Regions from separate parts of the Sus scrofa genome. Here region 1 is linked to region 2. The links are chromatin contacts, called in public promoter capture Hi-C maps. All regions are on one chromosome and are shown on one strand. Each heading gives the region's core, a stretch centred on a gene start, on an enhancer-like site or on the middle of the called end of the contact. The rest is flanking DNA. Distances are from core to core; before and after follow the strand shown.

Region 1 (3,012 bases), core at 282-2,781, 61 kb before region 2:
CCAGGCTAGGGGTTGAATCGGAGCTGTAGCTGCCAGCCTACACCACAGCCACAGCAGCACAGGATCCGAGCTGCATCTGTGACCTACACCACAGCTCACGGCAAGGCCTGATCCTTAACTCACTGAACGAGGCCAGGGATCGAAGCGACAACCTCATGGTTCCTAGTTGGATTCATTTCCATTGCGCCACAACGGGAACTCCAGATTCTTTTTTTTAATAAAAGATGAAGAAAAGGAGTTCCCTGGTTACCTAGCAGTTAAAGGATCTGGTGTTGTCACAGCTGTGCGCTGTGGCTCAGGTTGGATCCCTGGTCTGGGAACTGCCACATGCCACAGGCTAATCCAAAAAAAAAGATAAAAAGGACAAAGATAGAGTCAGTCCACAGTCCATTTGGAATACTTCCTTCCTGAGTGCACTTCCTCCAGACTCTTTGTTTTTGTTTTAATATTACACCACCTTCTAAGGCAGTCATTAGAAAGCCTTATTATCTCCAAAATTCTCCAAACAACTCTAGAAAAAGTTATCAGGCCTAAAGACCAGTTTTTAGAGAATTCTCACGCATCTCTACAAAGTTTTAATCAAATTATGCAACGGGGGAGTTCCCATTGTGGCTCCATGGTTAACAAACCTGACTGGCATCCATGAGGACGCGGGTTCGATCCCTGGCCTCGCTCAGTGGGCTACCGATCCGGCGTTGCCGTGAGCTGTAGTGTAGGTCAAAGACGTAGCTCAGATCCCACATTTCTGTGGTTCTGGCATAGGCCGGTGGCTCCAGCTCCGAGATGACCCCTAGCCTAGGAACCTCCATATGCTGCTGGTACGGCCCTACAAGACAAAAAAAAGACCAAAAAAAAAAAAAAAAAAAAAAAGAATATGCAATAAATTTCAATCAGATCACACCTTCACTACTTACTCTTATGTTTAATCTCTTGGGGTATTCATATTACATCTCAACACTGTTTTGCTACTATTAAATCTCCTTTTCTTAGAAGTTTTCTCCTGTTTCCCCACCTAGCATCATTACAGCTCCACGCTTCTACTTTAGCCAGCCAGTCATGGCTGCAAAGACACCTGCTACAGCCAAGAACTGTAAAACCCCTGCCAAGCTGGCTTCTAACTGAACAGAAGAATGAATTCAAGTGGAAGTCCAAATTGCTTACCTGGCACTTTCCTAAGCAATCAAATCAGTGCTAACCTCAGAGTATAAAATCCTGGAAGGATTTCTAAATCTAAAATATATTAACTATAGAAAAAATAAACTTCCACGTGCCCAATAGAGCCACAAGCAAAGTCAAAAGGCCAACATCAAACTGGGAACAAAGTGCCAACAAATTTTCAATCAATATGCCGAAGGGGTCAGGGCTCTTTCACTAGTTATGGAAAACAACAGCAACAAGATCTAAAAAGAGACTTCTTATCTATAAAAGTATCCAGAGTTTTGTGTCTAAGATAACGCTCGGTTCCCACCATGCCCATGGCTACCCTCTGAGGGGTTATTTCACACTGAAGGCACCATATCTGGCTCAAGACCTCACCATTTTGGGGACATCTGTTCTGACCAGAGACAAATGACTGATGCCAAAGCAGCCCATGCAGAGCTTTGTGGGTTCTGCTCAGGAGAAGGTTTGTTTTTGTTTTGTTTTTTTGTCTTTTTGCCATTTCTTGGGCCCCTCCCACGGCAAATGGAGGTTCCCAGGCTAGGGGTCTAATCGGAGCTGTAGCTGCCAGCCTACGCCAGAGCCACAGCAACTCGGGATCCAAGACGCATCTGCGACCTACACCACAACTCATGGCAACGCCGGATCGTTAACCCACTGAGCAAGGGCAGGGATCGAACCCCCAACCCCATGGTTCCTTGTCGGATTCGTTAACCACTGCGCCACAACGGGATCTCCAGGAGAAGGTTATCTTAGGTGGAAGTGCTTCAAACATCCAGATTATCTCCTGGATGGTACAAAAACATTTACAGCTATACAAAGGGCCATTCTCCAGGGTGCTCTTCCATACTTTAAGTTGAGCACCAAGAATTCTGGCTGTGTTCCTTCTCCTGTAAAGCTGTCACGATCTACTCTAACCTATGGGGTTCCTCTCCCCAGTGACTGGCCAACTAATGGGATCAAATATCCCAGTTAAAAACAGCTACCTCTCCAGTCTCTCTTTCCTGGGACCCTGCATACATTCTGTCCACACCCCCACTCTCAGGATTTTTGCTGCCAAGCACAAAATACACCAGGAGGGATGATAAACACACAAAGAAAAGGAGTTCCTGCTGAGGCACAACAGGATCAGGTGGCACCTATAAAGCGCTGGGACATAGGTTTGATTCCCAACCAAGCACAGTGGGTTAAGGACCCGGTATGGCCACAACAGCAGTGTACGTCGCAACTGCAGCTCAGATATGCTCCCTAGCCCGGAAACTCCATATGCCAGGGGGTGGCCAAAAAGGGGGGGGAGGGGAGCAAAAAGCAAACAAAAGTCCCTATCTGGATACGCCTAAGAAATCAAATTTTAAGAGAAAAAAAATCTATAACCTGTGTTTCAGACATTAAGAGCTGACAGTAAAACTTAGTTATCTCAAACATTTCTCTCAATTATGTTTTTCTCTTTTTGACCATACCCACAGCATATGGAAGATCCCAGGCCAGGGATCAAATCCAAGCCACATCTGCAAACTATGCCACAGCTGCAGCATCACCAGATCCTCGACCCACTGTGCTGGGTCAGGGATCCAACCAGCAATGCCACAGAGACAAGCTGGATCATTAACCAACTGTGCGCCACAGCGGGAACTCCCTCTTCTCAATTACTTTTGTGAGCACAAATTAAAAAAAAAAAAAAAAAAAATACAAAAAGTTCTTAATCATTGTTGCTAATGGAATACCTTCAACATAGAAAAAGAAACTATGCAATTTTGAGGTGCAATTTCAACGAGTACCACCAACTTTTGGTCTAATCATTGTTAAGTACCAGATTATCAACTTACACATCAGAAAAAGCATTTTAAAAGAAAC
Region 2 (3,122 bases), core at 37-2,536:
TTAATGTCCTGACCGCTCCAGCTCACCTGGTTTTAGCAAAGGCTAAGGGCGGGAAACAGTTTATAAAAATCCCACACACCGAGGTTTCCACATTCCGCGCCACACGAAAACAGACTGCAAAATCCCTCAAAATTGTAGACAGCTGTGCTGTTTACAAAGCCTTACCACATACATCCTCATATTTAATGCCTTCACAGTCCTCAGTGTCAATCCTGGCAAACCCCACAGCTCCCAAACTGGATTTATTACATTTTCAGGAATTGTACAATCAGCACTAATAATAAGGCATCTATCAAACGGCTGCTTTTCTACCTGCTATTTCTCAAAAGTGACAACTCTGAGCATTCGGCACGCTGACCGATTCAAAAGCCATCAACGTGACACATTCCTTCCAGAAGCAAGGCAAGGGAATTTTCCCCAGGAGGGTCTGGGCAGTGCTCGTGCGCGCACTGGGGAGGGGGCAAGTGCCTTGAGGACCAGGGCAAGGATCAGGCTCCCCGGCCGGGCCGGGGAACGCCGCCCCAGGCGGGAGGGACTCCATTTCCCACAGAGCAGCGGAGGCTTGGCAAACGCCAAATAAACAAGGCAGCTCCCGTGCAGGCGAGTTCAGCGCGCTCGGGGAATCCTTTGGGAGTGACTCGGAGGTTCAGACTCTTGTTAAGGGCCAACCGACCTTCCAACCTGGGAGGCGTTATCAACTTGGATTTAGGAAAAGCCGGAGGCGCCGAGCTGACGCCAGCCATTTAGAAAGGTGACCCTCGGGCCATCTTGGCTGGGGTAGGAGGGTGCAAAACGGATAAAGTTACAGATCGCAGCAAACGCAGATGGAAACTCGGGGTAGGCGGGCGCTCCCAGAGAGCCCGGCTCCTGAAGGGGGTGTGGCCGGCTGGGGCTTTTATGGGGTGGGGGGTGGAGGCGTGTCAGTCGGGCCCCAGGAGGCGCCTATACCGCCTGGGTGGGTGGGCTAGGACCCCCGCGCCGGGTGCCGCGTGTCCGAGGCGGCCCACCGTGCGCTCGCTCGCTCGCTGGCTCACCGGTGATGTCCAGGTACAGGTCGTCCCGTTGGTCCAGGTTGTGCAGTTCCTGCGACGTGGAGCTGCGGCTCTTCTTCACTCCCTGCGAGGACGACGAACACCGCCGCGAGCAAGGGGGCGCGGCGGCCCAGCTCGGCCGCCGCTCGCTCTTCCGCTTCATGGAGGCGGCCGCGGCCCGTCAGGGGACCACGACCATGGCCCCGCGCGCCCGCTAGCCCGCCAAAGCCCCCGCCAGCCCCGCGCGCGGGCGCTCGGGGCGGCGGGCGCGGAGGGGCGCTGCGGCGACGGCGGAGCCCGGCGCGGGTGGCCGCGCAGGAGCCGGAGGAGGGGCCGGGCCCACCGCGCCTGCCCCGCTCCCTCCTGCGGCCGCCGCGGGACCGGCGCCGCAGCCCTTGGTATAGCGCCTCCTGCTGCTGCTGCTGCGGGCGCCCCCCAGCCCGCCCCCAGGTGCCCGCTGCCCGCTGGCGCGGCGGAGGCGACGGTGCTGCGGCCGGCGCCAGGGGCTGCCCGGGGTAACCGCGCGCGCCCACCGCAGCTGCAGACGCTGCTGCCGAGGCGCCCGAGCACAGCGGGCCGCGGCTCCCAGGGACCCCAGGAGGGCTGTTCCGTGGAGCTTCATTCACAAAAAAGGGCCCACAACCCTCCTCGGGGCCCGCAGACTGAGTCCTTTCATTGGTCAGTGAGTCGTGACGTCACGGAGACGGAGCTTTTCTACAGGCAGGTAGCCGGTGACGCCATAAAGAAAAGTCTGAGTGGTTCCGCCAATCAAAGATAAAAGTGCACTCGCGACCCTCCGCAAGCCCTCTAACTTCTGTTTCTTCTATGTTCCCAGAATGCCAAGACCCCAGTTTCAAACTTCCTTTAGTGAGTCATCAACGCTTTACACAGCCTCTACCCTAGTAACTTAACTGCGGTTCTTTGGCGTGTATATTTTTTTAAGGTATTTCTTGGTTTTCCGTCTGTATCGCTCCAAGTCAAAGGGGCTCGTGCCATGGCGGCTGGCTTGGAAAAGAGAATGGACTTAGTGAATTGTCCGCTGTTATGTAGACTTAAGGTGGAGTTGATTTCAGAATTTAGGAACTATTTAAATCAGCTACGCTCTTTTTAGTGACCTATGCCCAGGATTCAAATAGTCCAAGCAAGAGCTTCTTAAGGAGTCGATAAAACTACCATAGAAACACGATATACTACAATGGTTTGCACTTCGAAGTTCGTCATCTTGGAATCCTGTACCGGGATTGACTCAGTAGTTTCATACACCAGTTGCTATGTTTTTCTTACCTAAGGTATTGACAGGTCCAGTCGGTGAAGTATTGAAACAAGTAATCAATCTCCTTTTTTTTTTTTTTTTTCTTTTTCCTACTGAGTTAAAATAATGACAGATCTTTCTAGAATTTAACCAAGACTAACATTTTGAAGGGTCTTTGCTTCGAACAAATATCCGTGGCGGCATAGAAAAGTGTCAGAAGACCGGTGGGCAGTATCTAGATTTTAGACCCCAAAATTCTACTTCTAGCCACCTAGTCCCAATTTTCACCAGCACTTTCCACAATTACAGCCAGCCTCTAGAAGGAAGAATTTGAATCAGTCTCCTGGGAAGCCTTTCAGAAATGCAGATTTTGATGGAGTACCTCCCGGAGGGGCTATTTGACTTTTATTGTTGAAGGCCTTTACCTTAAGCACTGCTAATTGAGGAATGGAGGCTGGAGAAAAGAGGGCTCTGCCTGAGGGAGGCATTTGAACAGTCTGGAACTGGGGCTCTGACTTTTAGACCGGAAGCTAGGTCCTCATTTCATTCTTCCCTTTTTCCATAAGGAAATCAATGAAGGCCTTAAATTAAATCCAAAAAAAAAAAAAAAAAAAAGTCTTCAGGTTATCCATAAGAGCAACAAAAAAAAGCAAGAGACTTGGGAAGTGCTCTGCAAATGAGTCCAGGTCAGCAGAAACCTACCCATACCAGGTCTTCCTCTGTTCTCAACAAGAAGAGGAGGCCTTTCACACTGACCTAGAGGCTCAGGAGCCATTTTCCAGGCTACCTGGGATTTTATAAGAGTAGGTCTTGGTTTTTTGTTTTGTCATATTGAGGTA

What was found. Promoter capture Hi-C pulls out the DNA fragments that hold promoters and counts their contacts.
Region 1: a promoter capture Hi-C map of liver shows a contact between it and region 2, with 1.9 times the contacts expected there. The contact joins the enhancer-like site here to the promoter of CDC14B in region 2. A contact is called at or near these places in 2 of 5 promoter capture datasets (fetal liver and liver) and 5 of 47 Hi-C or Micro-C datasets (embryonic fibroblasts, epiblast stem cells, fetal liver and 2 more).

Annotation. Positions count from the first base shown.
Region 1 is chr10:25,531,115-25,534,126 of Sscrofa11.1, reverse strand. The region is part of intron 5 of CDC14B (dual specificity protein phosphatase CDC14B); the gene reads right to left. Among named protein-coding and RNA genes, the nearest start is that of CDC14B, 61 kb to the right of the region's middle. Within about 2 kb of position 1,531, at least 1 of the 83 cell types and tissues checked has an H3K27ac peak or open chromatin away from gene starts, as enhancers often do. A contact at or near this core is called in liver, where this site is marked.
Region 2 is chr10:25,470,140-25,473,261 of Sscrofa11.1, reverse strand. It overlaps CDC14B (dual specificity protein phosphatase CDC14B), which reads right to left and starts at 1,286. Exons shown (of 15, transcript XM_021064578.1): 1 at 1,035-1,286. The coding sequence starts at 1,194.